Regions from separate parts of the Rattus norvegicus genome. Here region 1 is linked to region 2. A link is a contact called in public Hi-C data. All regions are on one chromosome and are shown on one strand. Each heading gives the region's core, a stretch centred on a gene start, on an enhancer-like site or on the middle of the called end of the contact. The rest is flanking DNA. Distances are from core to core; before and after follow the strand shown.

The links. A called contact is a pair of places that touch in the nucleus more often than the background predicts.
Region 1: a contact with region 2 is called in a Hi-C map of psoas muscle, with 4 times the contacts expected there. The contact joins two enhancer-like sites. A contact is called at or near these places in 4 of 12 Hi-C or Micro-C datasets (Schwann cells, kidney, mammary epithelial cells and 1 more).

What each region holds. Positions count from the first base shown.
Region 1 is chr1:265,173,186-265,179,313 of GRCr8, forward strand. It overlaps LOC103691380 (a long non-coding RNA gene), which reads right to left. Exons shown (of 4, transcript XR_590740.4): 3 at 5,108-5,165. Among named protein-coding and RNA genes, the nearest start is that of Habp2, 140 kb to the right of the region's middle. Within about 2 kb of position 2,681, at least 4 of the 93 cell types and tissues checked have an H3K27ac peak or open chromatin away from gene starts, as enhancers often do.
Region 2 is chr1:264,467,008-264,473,508 of GRCr8, forward strand. All of the region lies in intron 5 of Vti1a (vesicle transport through interaction with t-SNAREs 1A), which reads left to right. LOC134485255 (a long non-coding RNA gene) reads right to left here. Exons shown (of 2, transcript XR_010063305.1): 2 at 4,868-6,501. Among named protein-coding and RNA genes, the nearest start is that of Vti1a, 110 kb to the left of the region's middle. Within about 2 kb of position 2,809, at least 21 of the 93 cell types and tissues checked have an H3K27ac peak or open chromatin away from gene starts, as enhancers often do.

The DNA of each region.
Region 1 (6,128 bases), core at 1,431-3,930, 710 kb after region 2:
CCTCTCTTCTCAGCTTCTAGACTTCTCTGAAGCCCTGTGTTTAAACTAGAGTCCTGGGAAACGTGGTCATTCCCAGTACCTAATTACATGTAGATCAATTAACACTAGGCCTTCGAAACGGGATGGGCACAAACTGGGAAGTCAGTTTTGGTAAGGAACGGATTTGAAGAGACCAGGTGAACAACGTCCGCTTTAATGCAGTTCCACACCAGCCATGTACGTCTTCTCTAACACAGTTCCACACCAGCAATGTTTCTGTTTAGATTTAGCATTAATTTTAGAAACCGTAAAACACAACATTGCCAAATTGGTTGATTGGAAATAGTGCTGCTTCCCAGAGGTCAACACTCCGCTGTCCCATACCAGAGGCCAGAAGTTGGAGGCCTCTGTGAGCTGGGGTGAGACAGGCCCAGGGCACACCTAGGTGAAACATCCCAGCATTCCATCCCCTGTTGTGTGTCTGTGAGTTCACTCGAGTGCCTGTGCTTCCGCGTATTGTAAAATTGGCTCTGCTTGAAAAGGGGGTGATATTTTTATCTGGGACGTTCTTTTTAGCTGAAGCTATATGGAATATTCTTCCTTAAAGTGGAGTTTGGCCATTTTAAATAATATAGTTAAATTTTCCTGAAGGGGTAGGGAATTGTTAGGGACTTTAAGAAGTTGACAGTATCCAATTTGCAAGTTAAAAAAGGGAAGAAAAGAAGGAAAGAAGGGAGGAAGGAAGAAAAAAAGAAAGAAGAAAGGAAGGAAGGAAGGAAAGGAGGGAGGGGGATGGAAAAGGAAGGCGGAGGGAAAGGAAGGGAGGAAAAGGAAGGAAGCAGAAAGAAGGGGGCAGAGGGAGGAGATGTATTGCTTTGTGATTTTGAAGTCAGAGCAGCACAGAAGAAACACTTAACCTTTCCTTAAATAATAAATACTGTCTGCTAAGTTGTTGAACTTTAAATCCTATGATAAAGTGGCACTTGCAGAGGCCGTACACAGTCAGGATAAACAGTTTCGTTCCCATGGGGTTTCTGCGTAAGAGATAGGAAAGATCGTCTTAGCAAAGCATTGTCTAATAACACTCGGTAGCCGGCCTCTTACAACATTGCGATTTTTAATTTCCGAATCACATTTTGTGAAAATCGTTAGCAAGCAGGGTTCAACGTGTTAGTCTCGACGCGAGCTGACTGTTCATTAAAAGACTTACATCACAGAGAATTGCTTAATGGGAATTGAAACAGCTCCTGTTTTTAAGGGGGGCCCTCACTAGTAGGAATGTCCCCCCAGAATGCCAGTGAGGTACTTCAGATAAGCATTCAGAATTACCTCTGGCTAAACAAGTGAGTCAGGAGAAAAGGAAAAGAAAAAAGGGGAAAAGAAGACTTTCAGTCAAGACCCCAGCGGCAGGAGGGTAGGATTTGGAAAGGCTCGGAATTTGAGCTTCTGGTGTTTTGTGAGCCGCTTGGTGTGGTTTGTTTCACCCAGCAGCTCTTCTAGATTTTAAACCTTGTTGCAAAGATAAATAAATAAACATTCAGGCATTCAGGGGGAATTTGACTTCTTTTTCTCTTTTCCTCATTAGAGTCGGGTTGTTTCTCCTCCTTGCCCTCGAAGCCTTGCTGCTCCAGGCTGATGCTTTCTAGAAGAGAAGGGAACAAGCGAGCCTCCTTCCACCTTGGGTGGGGCTTCCTGTGAATGTACTTAGGAATGAACGCAAGTCTTCCTTAGCCAGCATTTATGAGGCCCCACCACTGGGGCCACTGGTAATGAGAAAGAGGCATGGCTTTGATTTACTCTTGTCGTTTAAATAGATTTAAATCCACTGAAATGGTTTTGTCCCAATTCTTCTATCCATTTTTTCTCAGTTCACCGACTTCTCAGAAAAGCGGTTCCCACTGCTCCTGACAGTTTCCCCCGCTCTGCCAAGGCGACTGGGAGAGAAAGTTTTGTGCTTTTTTTTTTTTCTTTCTTTGTCTTGCTTTTCCACTCCTGAAGCCCTCTGAGGCCCTGGGGAAATCCTTAGCATGCACTTGGCCAGTATGGACCGTTATAAATAAAATACAAATCAAAGGCATCATTTCGCTGCCTCCTTTAGGTTTCTTAGGCAGGAAAAATGTTCTGATCACTGAAGCCATTTCAGGGCCTGAAATTAGAAAGTAATAAAAAATATCACACTTTCCCTGGTGGGCAGTGCATTTAATTGGCTACCCAGCAGGGGTCCGGCTCTTGAGTCAGAAGTGCTTACTGTGTGGATCCCTGCTTCCGAAGGACTACATGCAAACACTACCAAACAAGTTTAAAAAAAAAATAGCCAAAGAAAACAGGAAGAGCAGAGGCGAATTCAGAGATGGCGGGAGAATGTAAAGGAAGGAAGATGCACGCATTCTGAATTTATTTAAAAATTTACTACATGGGCTGTTCGTGTTTGTGAATATGTGTATGTGGGGCCCTCCCCATGACACATTTGGTATCTTTCAGATTTACTCTGGCGACATGACTTTTTTTTTTTTTTTAACGTAGAAAATAGACTGTGTTCGAACACTTCTGGATGTTCGAGGTTCACCTTTAAAAGCTGAATTTTCGGGTCACTCCTAGCCTAAGCAGGGCATGCTTGGCGCTAGAGGAGGAATCTGGATGCCCCGGGAGGGTTAGGATGGTCCCCAGCTTCAGCGGGACCGCAGCCCTTGCAGCCTGATGCTATGCTGCCACCTTCTGTCCCAGCTACAAGCAAGAGGCAGCTCAGCTCTGGGCTGGTTCCTTGAGCTTTTAGTAAGGCGGATTTCATGGATCCTGCCTGTTCCCAGAGCAGAAACGTCCGCTGCAGGCTGCAGGCCTGGAGTTTGGCTTCTTGAAATGGCCGCTTTCGGAACGAATGGCTACTTGTTCGGCTTGCCCCTCCCCCCTCCCCCTTCCAGATCTGGAAGTTTCCACAGGTAGGAGACCTGGGGATGAAAGGGAAGCAAAGGCAAGGCCTTTTGTTTCAAACACAGCATACGCCTATCTACACCATTGAGCTGAGTGAGGCCGAAGAGCGAGAAGGAGCCTTGACTCATGCGCGGGGCGAGATCTGGCACCCCGGGAGAGGTATTCCCAGGAATGAGCCCTTGGTGAGATATTTAAAACTTTGAGTGGACAAAGCATTAGACCCTTCCCCACAGGGACCAAGGCTATAGTGGCTCTAGGGACCTAACCTTAGTGAGCACAGAGCCCTTCCCAACTCTACTTTTTAATGATTTTTCAATTGACTTCCCATTCTATAAAAAGTATTGTGTTCCTGCTGGAAAACCCAACGGCTCTGACATTCAGTCTGAGGTCAGGCTGGCTTCAATACAGTTTCATTTCTGTGGAGCATTAAAACGACCCTGTCTCTACTTTCTTTGAGCAAAGAGCAAGTGAATTCACATAATTAAACCTATAAATACACGTTTTCGACAGGACATGGGAGGGTCCTCCCTTGACTACCAGCCAAAGCATGACGCTCAGAGTACCTGGGACCTGCCAAGAGGTCCTTGGCAAATCCACAGCCACTTCTGGCCCCACCAGTTTTAATTCGCTTGTCTCACTGGTCGGGGTGGTGGTATTCGATGCCCCTTTTGAAGCTCTGGGCAAGGCTGTGAGGCTAGAACAATTAGTTTAATTTGCGTTCCTCGCCAAAAGTTCCCTGGATAGATTTTATGGTCTCTACCAGACAGCAAGAGACAAAGAGAGGGGAAGAGGCAACATAGGCTGTCATGCTTAAAGGATCTTCTCTGGGGTGGCTTGGTTCTGCTATGAAGCGGATCACAAGGCGCCCATAATTGGCAGGAGTAGAGTTTGGACCGGGTGGGGCCAAGTGGAATACGCCCGTTAGGAGAAACCTCTCAGGAACTTTGAACTGTTCTCAGGGAAAAGTTTAGAATCCCACACTCTTCAAGCTACCACGTGACTTCTTGGCCCCATCCTGTGTCTGCCCTTGAGGCTCTGAGGCTCCTGAAGGCTGGGCTGTCCTTGGGAACCTCAGGGCCTGTCTGGGTGCTCAGCCCAGATCCCAGTCCTCTCACCTCATCAGTCCGGCTCCTCATCTCCCTGTTCCCGGCCACAAAGTCGCATGTGGAGAGAAGCCTTCCCAGAACCTTCGGCTGGGTCGGGCCTCTGGAGCCTTTAAGCCTTCCTTGGAAGCCAGGAGCTTCCTTGGCTCCTGTCCCACCAGAACACATGTCATAAAGACGGGACCAGAGGCCCAAACTGGTAACGCACTGTCGGCCTCCTTGAGAGAAATGCTCAGACCAAGCAGGCACCTCCCTTGCACAGTCTGTAGGCCTGGCTCCCCGGGCCTGTTCCTGGCTCTTACTCACGGTGTAGCTCTAGGGTGGGTCGATAAATAATAGGTGGAATTAACGAAGCTCATCCTTCAGGTAAGGAATGGCAGTAATGTGTCCCACCTGGAACGGCCGCCTAGAGGAAGTAATTTCCTCCCATTTTTTTTTTTCTTTTTAATCGTGGAGAAGGTTCTAGGGGCAGTTTCCACAGAGCGTGCTCCTGAGAACAGGACCGGTATCTCCATGTCTTAAGATGAGACAGTGCATAGCTGTGGTAAGAAACCTTAGCATTGTGGAACTGTAAAAGACTAAGATATGAGTGCCTCTTTTAGCTTCCACACAGCCTATGACTTTCGGGGAGCCATCGGGAGCCCTGTGTGCTTTCTTCCCCTCAAGACCATTTCTTTTAAACATCTTTCCTCAAGTTGAGATGTTATTTCAAGAGGTGTTTTATTCCACACAAAAAGGTATGTTGATAAAGTCCCCGGAAGGGAGCTGAAGTCCTTTAGCTGGGGCTCTTGGGCAAGTATGGCGGTGTTTCTAGTCAGTGTTTACTTCCTGTGAACCGTGGGTGATTCCATAAGGCGCCTGCAATCCAGCACATCTCCCACTAGCTTCCTTTCTCTAGGCAGTAGAGAACCACGACTACTGGGTCTGTCACTTAAGACATACCAGGAGATCCTAATAAGGTGGAAAGTGTAAGTAATTTAAATGCATTTATACCCAGTCATTCCTAAGTCATGCGGCTTAGTCAGGGGTTCTGTTGCTGTGGTAAAAACACCGTGGCCATAAGTAACTTGGAGAGAAGAGAGTTTATTCTAACTTACAGCTCCAGGTCGCAGTCATCCGTGAGGAAAATCAGGGCAGGACGTCAAAGCGGGAACTCTGTAAGCAGAAAGTGAAGCAGAGATCAGAGAGGAACACTGCTTACTGGCTTGCTATCCAGGGCTTGCTATCCAGGGCTTGCTCAGATTTCTTGCTTATACAACCCAGGACCATCTGCCAAGGTTGCCCTGCCCACAGTAGGCTGAGTCATCTAACCTCAATTATTGATCAAGAAAATGCCCACCGACTTGATAGCAGGCCAATCTGATGGGGACATTTTCTTAATTTATGTTTTTTTTTCTTCCCAGATGACTCTAGCTTGTGTCAACGTGACAAAAAGCTAACTGGGATATCATACGAGATCTTTTATGTCACGTTCTCTCTTCCCTCCTCCACGTTTCTTATTGCTATCTCCATGGACTAGCCCCTGGGGTCCTTACTGAGCATTAGAGATGAAGGAACCAAGAATGTGTGGGCACAGCCAAGTGAGCAGCATTTGCTGCTGCTGGTTGCTGTGGCCAGTTATCTGGGAAAACGACTTAAAGGGAGGAATTATTATTGCGGTCTCCTGGTTTTGGAGGCGTTAGTCCCACTGTAAGGAGGTGTGCCACAGTAGAGCAGTTCACTCCATGCCAGCCAGGAAGCAGAAGAAGGGGCTTTGGAAAGAGCCAGGCATGTCCCAGTAACCTACTCTCTCCATCTAGGCCTCACTCTACATCCACCTCCAATGCCATCAGTAGATGGGCCCATCCATTAGCACAGAGCCTTCAGGATTCGATAGCTTCCGGAAACACCCTCACAGTACTTCATAATCCAATTGAGTAAACCATGAAGATCAACTATCAAAATACCAGAGCCTCAGACAACTTGGCTCAGAATCCTGTAAGCTAAACAACAGGGTAGTCCCTTCAGCGTCCGGGTAAGCTTGACACTGCAGGACTGGAAATCAGAAATCCCACCTTCATCCCCTCACAGCTCCAGCTGGAAAGCCTTTGCCTCTGAGTCTCACTTTGAAGTAGCAAC
Region 2 (6,501 bases), core at 1,559-4,058:
TGCTTACTTTTGCTCGTATTTCCCCTTTCATCCATGCGCAAAGATGAGATTTCTCTAAGCGAGCTGGAAGAGATCTTGCATGTTTAGAATTAAAAGTATCAGGAAAGCATTGCGCCATAAATGAATCGGCAGCCAATTTCTATGTAGTAAGGAGAGCCGAGGGGCGGGGGAGGGGTAACTCGTCACTGTCCAAGGTTATGTTGAACAAAGTGGTCAAGGGATGACAGTGGCTCCCACCCCACTCACAGTCAGATGCAGTGCTGGTTGGTGGAGCACGCTTGCACTCAGCAGGGTGAGTAAGCTCTGAACGAGAACGGCGATGGGAAAGAGAGCTGCTGAGCATTCTGGAGGCAGAGGTGTTTGAAAGAGGTGACAGAGGATGTGGAAGTGACTGGGCCTTGTCCCGTCGTGGAAGCCAACAAATAAGAAGCCAGTTGCAGTAGTTAGTTAGTTAGTAGTTAGTTAGTTAGTTAGTTAGACACTACAGAAGATGGAAGACTAGTCTAGTAGCTCAGGCAAGTGGGAGAGCTCGAGCAGTGACCTGAGGTAAAGGCTGAGGGGAAGCCACAGTGGGATGGATGGGAGCAGGGCTCACCCCAGGTGCCTGCCATCCTCAGAGGATTGGTAAGGCTCTACTCACCTGCCTGCCGTAAGTGTGTAGTTTTAACACAGATACCCATTTCAGACTGGTAATACCCTGTTTTTTACTCTCTCTGGTCCATAAGTTTGTTTTAGAAAACTCTGAAGTCTGGAGGCCATTTCTCCCCTGGATGTATTTGTAAGTATATCCGCGTTATGAGGAACGTGGCTGCATTCAGGTCTGCTGTCCTGGGCTCCTTTGTTGGCGGCCGCATTCCATGTGGCTCAGTCTTTCAGGCCTGTGTGTTTACTAACTATTCAGATGCCTTGTGGCATTCACACAGATTATGTAAAATAAAAAAATACATTATTAAGGCTGTGGGTACTGTGAATGGATTATTACAATTTGCCTATCACGGTAATGGCACCTGTCAGAGGTGTGACACAAAAGGCGGTGACAGGCAGTGTAATTTAGTCATTGTGGCCATTGTACTGTGTGGCTGGTCAGTTCACCAAGCAAGTACAAAGGAGGCAGTGTTACGGCAGAGCAGGGTGGGCAAGCTTAATAGACAGAGTTAGCTGTGGACTGAAAGAGACTTTTGGTGCAGGGCGAACTCCCAGGGGGCAACTTAGAATGAGTTGAAAAGAAGGAACGGAATACAGAACTGGTACAGGTTTTCCTATTTCGGCCCTTAAAGTGACAGGCGACTTGTATGGATGCACACTGGCAGGGCTTTTTCTTGCTGCCAAATAAGTTACTTTTTCCCTTTCAGAATACCCAAAGTTACCTGCCATATGGCAGTCACATATACTGTACTCTTGTCTTCCTGTCCTCTACCATTTGTAAAGCACACCGTGTCAGTCACATATACCGCACTCCTGTCCTCTACCATTTGTAAAGCACACTGTGTCAGTCACATATACCGCACTCCTGTCCTCTACCATTTGTAAAGCACACTGTGTCAGTCACATATACCACACTCCTGTCTTCTCCCATCTCTAAAGCACACCGTGTCAGAGTTCACATTGAGCTTTCAGGGAAGCTGAGGCACTGAGGTGTGGACAGACCGCTCGCCTACAGTCCACAGCGCATTGAAGAACATCTAGCTTAGCACAGACTCAGAAGAGACAGGGACACATGTGTCCTTGACTTTATTGGTCCTGCTTGCTCAGCATCCCCTCACCATTATTACTATTATCATAGGTGACTTTGCTGCTGCTACCAAAGCCCTATCCCAGTGTCCAGGACTGTAACGGAGGATTAACTGGAGCAGCTGACAGTGGGTGGCAGAGCCTGATAGTGAGAACTCATGAGGGATAGAGTCCCCACTTTGCTTAAGAAGTCAAGCTATTTCCCAGGTTATGACTGAGCAATATGAGTGCGGAGGAATATGATAGGAAAAGAAAAGACCAAGCTCACCAAAATGACTTTCATTCCCAAGGTAACATGCACTCTATGCTCACTTCTGGGAGAATGTCAGCATGGCCCCAAACACTGCTCCCTCACCAGGTCTGCCTTGCCTGGGAAGTAGGGGCCTGTTCGTGTATGTGACAGCAGCTCCCTTGCCTGGGCCGGCTTGCTCCCCTCCATTCTTCCCTACAACTCAGCGTGACTGACAGTAGGATGAGCTGCCCAGGCTGTGGGCTGACGTCTTACGGCCAAGCGTTTCTCCCTCGCACTTCTGCATTGACCCGTGGGCTGTGGCAGAGCCACTGGCCCTTTCAGTGGGTGGGGACGGGGGTGTGTGTCTGTAGCTCATGTCCAGCAAGTTGAACTGACAACTTCACACCATACATTTATAGAGAGGATTTTCTATAATTGAGGTTATACATAGAAAGAAATGTCTGTGCATTTAATTGTACAGTACATTTAATTCTATAGAGTTTTGAAACAAAGTGACCATGATGTATTTACATTGGATTAATTTTGAAAGCAGAATTATCCAAAATATTCAGATGTTCTAGAATGCTATCACAGGCTGGTGTCTGCATTCCAGCCTACCAGTCGTATTCCTGAAAGGGACTGCTCGGCGGTTCTCTTCCTCAGTGGTGGGCCAGCTTGTATAGCTTATAGCTTATGTAACCTTGCTGGAGCCAGGCCAGTCTAACACAGGGGACACACAGGAAAACGGCGCCACAGAATGCTGATTCACATCTCATAGCTTGTGTAAGTGGTGCTGCCAAAGTCCTCTGTGTGAATGGGCGAGGTGCGTAGCTGCCCTGAGTCACAGGAACAGGACTCTGGCCATCAGCCCATTGGAACAGACACACTGCTGACGAGGACGCCAGCCGCGGAGCACGTGTGAAAGTCAAACCACCATCTGCTTGGGCCGAACTGAGCTGCACTGCATTGGTGCTTCCCTGTGCCGTCTGCGTGGGCCGAACTGAGCTGCACTGCATTGGTGCTTCCCTGTGCCGTCTGCGTGGGCCGAACTGAGCTGCACTGCATTGGTGCTTCCCTGTGCCGTCTGCGTGGGCCGAACTGAGCTGCACTGCAGCTGGGTGCTTCCCTGTGCCGTCTGCGTGGGCCGAACTGAGCTGCACTGCATTGGTGCTTCCCTGTGCCGTCTGCGTGGGCCGAACTGAGCTGCACTGCAGCTGGGTGCTTCCCTGTGCCGTCTGCGTGGGCCGAACTGAGCTGCACTGCATTGGTGCTTCCCTGTGCCGTCTGCGTGGGCCGAACTGAGCTGCACTGCATTGGTGCTTCCCTGTGCCGTCTGCGTGGGCCGAACTGAGCTGCACTGCATTGGTGCTTCCCTGTGCCGTCTGCGTGGGCCGAACTGAGCTGCACTGCAGCTGGGTGCTTCCCTGTGCCGTCTGCGTGGGCCGAACTGAGCTGCACTGCATTGGTGCTTCCCTGTGCCGTCTGCGTGGGCCGAACTGAGCTGCACTGCAGCTGGGTGCTTCCCTGTGCCGTCTGCGTGGGCCGAACTGTGCTGCACTGCAGCTGGGTGCTTCCCTGTGCCGTCTGCGTGGGCCGAACTGAGCTGCACTGCATTGGTGCTTCCCTGTGCCGTCTGCGTGGGCCGAACTGAGCTGCACTGCAGCTGGGTGCTTCCCTGTGCCGTCTGCGTGGGCCGAACTGAGCTGCACTGCATTGGTGCTTCCCTGCGCCGTCTGCGTGGGCCGAACTGAGCTGCACTGCAGCTGGGTGCTTCCCTGTGCCGTCTGTGTGGGCCGAACTGAGCTGCACTGCATTGGTGCTTCCCTGCGCCGTCTGCGTGGGCCGAACTGAGCTGCACTGCAGCTGGGTGCTTCCCTGTGCCGTCTGCGTGGGCCGAACTGAGCTGCACTGCATTGGTGCTTCCCTGTGCCGTCTGCGTGGGCCGAACTGAGCTGCACTGCATTGGTGCTTCCCTGTGCCGTCTGCGTGGGCCGAACTGAGCTGCACTGCATTGGTGCTTCCCTGCGCCGTCTGCGTGGGCCGAACTGAGCTGCACTGCATTGGTGCTTCCCTGCGCCGTCTGCGTGGGCCGAACTGAGCTGCACTGCATTGGTGCTTCCCTGTGCCGTCTGCGTGGGCCGAACTGAGCTGCACTGCAGCTGGGTGCTTCCCTGTGCCGTCTGCGTGGGCCGAACTGAGCTGCACTGCATTGGTGCTTCCCTGTGCCGTCTGCGTGGGCCGAACTGAGCTGCACTGCATTGGTGCTTCCCTGTGCCGTCTGCGTGGGCCGAACTGAGCTGCACTGCATTGGTGCTTCCCTGTGCCGTCTGCGTGGGCCGAACTGAGCTGCACTGCATTGGTGCTTCCCTGCGCCGTCTGCGTGGGCCGAACTGAGCTGCACTGCATTGGTGCTTCCCTGTGCCGTCTGCGTGGGCCGAACTGAGCTGCACTGCATTGGTGCTTCCCTGTGCCGTCTGCGTGGGCCGAACTGAGCTGCACTGCATTGGTGCTTCCCTGTGCCGTCTGCGTGGGCCGAACTGAGCTGCACTGCATTGGTGCTTCCCTGTGCCGTCTGCGTGGGCCGAACTGAGCTGCACTGCATTGGTGCTTCCCTGTGCCGTCTGCGTGGGCCGAACTGAGCTGCACTGCATTGGTGCTTCCCTGTGCCAGTTTGGCATCTGAGCTCTCTTCACAGATTTTAAAAAAGGAGACACTTTGGTCACTTTTGTGTAAAGTTGGCATTTAGAACCATCTCCGTAAATGCAATGGTTTGGCAAGCTGGGATATTCCTACAGGTGGAAATGGCCTCCTCCACTTCCCAGAAGAGACCCCACAGTTTACAAACCGAGTCACAGGGAACGATGTAGGGTTTTATATATGCTGTCATGTCTTATTAGGATTACAGTGTGTGTGTGTGTGTGTGTGTGTGTGTGTGTGTGTGTGTGTGTGTGTGTGTCTGTGTGTGTGTGAGAGAAAGAGAGAGAGAGAGAGAGAGAGAGAGAGAGAGAGAGAGAGAGAGAGAATGGCCAGCCATGAGCACATGGAGAGAGTGGGGGAGGGAATGGGAAGAGAGACAGACAGACAAAGGGAAAGAGACAGAGAGACAGAGTGTGTGTGTGAGAGAAAGAGAGAGAAAGAGAGAGAGAGAGAATGTGTGTGTGTGTGAGAGAGAATGTGTGTGTGTGTGTGTGAGAGAGAGAGAGAGAGAGAGAGAGTGTGTGTGTGTGTGTGTGTGTGTGTGTGTGTGTGTAACCATTAGCATGTTGACTTCCTTCATGGAAACAGTTTTCTGAGGCTCAGACTGTATTCCTTACAGAGTGAGCACTGGGCCCTGGGCACAGACAGAGCTGAACTGGAGGTCAGTACTCCAGCCTGAAGACTGCACATGGGCTTCCTGGGAGGCAGAGGTCAAGGAGGTGGCCACAGCCCCATGTGTCCATCAGCCCTGTTTGTGCACACTGTATAAATGGGAATGTGCATAAACACTACCCTGTTGCACTGCATAATTATGTTGATTGCTAAAAAAAACCCCCCCACACACACACGCAGGAACACCAGAAACCGACCAAAATATTACAAGAAGCTATTTTTAACACAACTTTGCTCTTTCTAGCCAAGTGTAGATACTTTTTTCCCCTTCAAAATTATGTGTTCTTGTTTCCAGCATTCAGATGGTGCAACACCTGTTTTGTGGCAACATTCTTTTTTGCACTCAGAAGCCATCCAGTGATGCACTCTCCCAGTCCCATGCGTATTCCAGGTCTTTCCTGTTATAGCTGTGAACTCATTTCATTTTAAAATTAAAGAAAAAAATCTTAAAAACAAAACTCAAACAGAAAAACCTAAAAATAATTTGATTAATTTCTAAGGACCACTAATAGGGCCTGTAAATACTTACTGGTGGGAAATTTGAAGGTTTTTCTTTTTAAATGATTAGTTAAACTTAATAAGAGCCAGTAAGCATTGTTATTTTTCTGTCTGGCTCCAAATGAAACTGAACTCTAATGGAGACTTAATGAGTTTTTCCACCAAATAAAGTAAAGGCTCATTTTGAGATCCTAATCCCTAATCCCAGAAGCTAAGGCTCACTTCCTCCTCAGTCTTGGACACCAGCTTCCTCACACCTTGTTGGCCTTTACTCCTTCCTTGGCTCCCCACCCCTCCTGCTGCTTGAGTCGCACCTTAGAGGCAGCTCAGCTGACAGAAGTCCAGACAGTAGCCAAAGTCGAGCTCTGCAGCTCGGAGCCACAGGCTCCCAGTCCCTCACCTCTGGCACCCCACTTCACACATCCTGCTACTACAGCACTTAGGTCCAGGCAACCACTGCTGATTTGTGTTGGCTAAAAATGGCCCGTGGTTTTAGGTGCAAACATCTTATTCTTTCACAGACATTGACCTTTAAGCTCCAACTCCACATCCATAACCTTAGCTTGTTTGTACGTGGCCGTTTGGGGTAACATTCTCTCTCTGTGTTTGTCTGTGACGTTCTTGGGTGCTACTGTGGGAAGCAGAGTGGCGCTCTGTGTTTTAATGCGCTC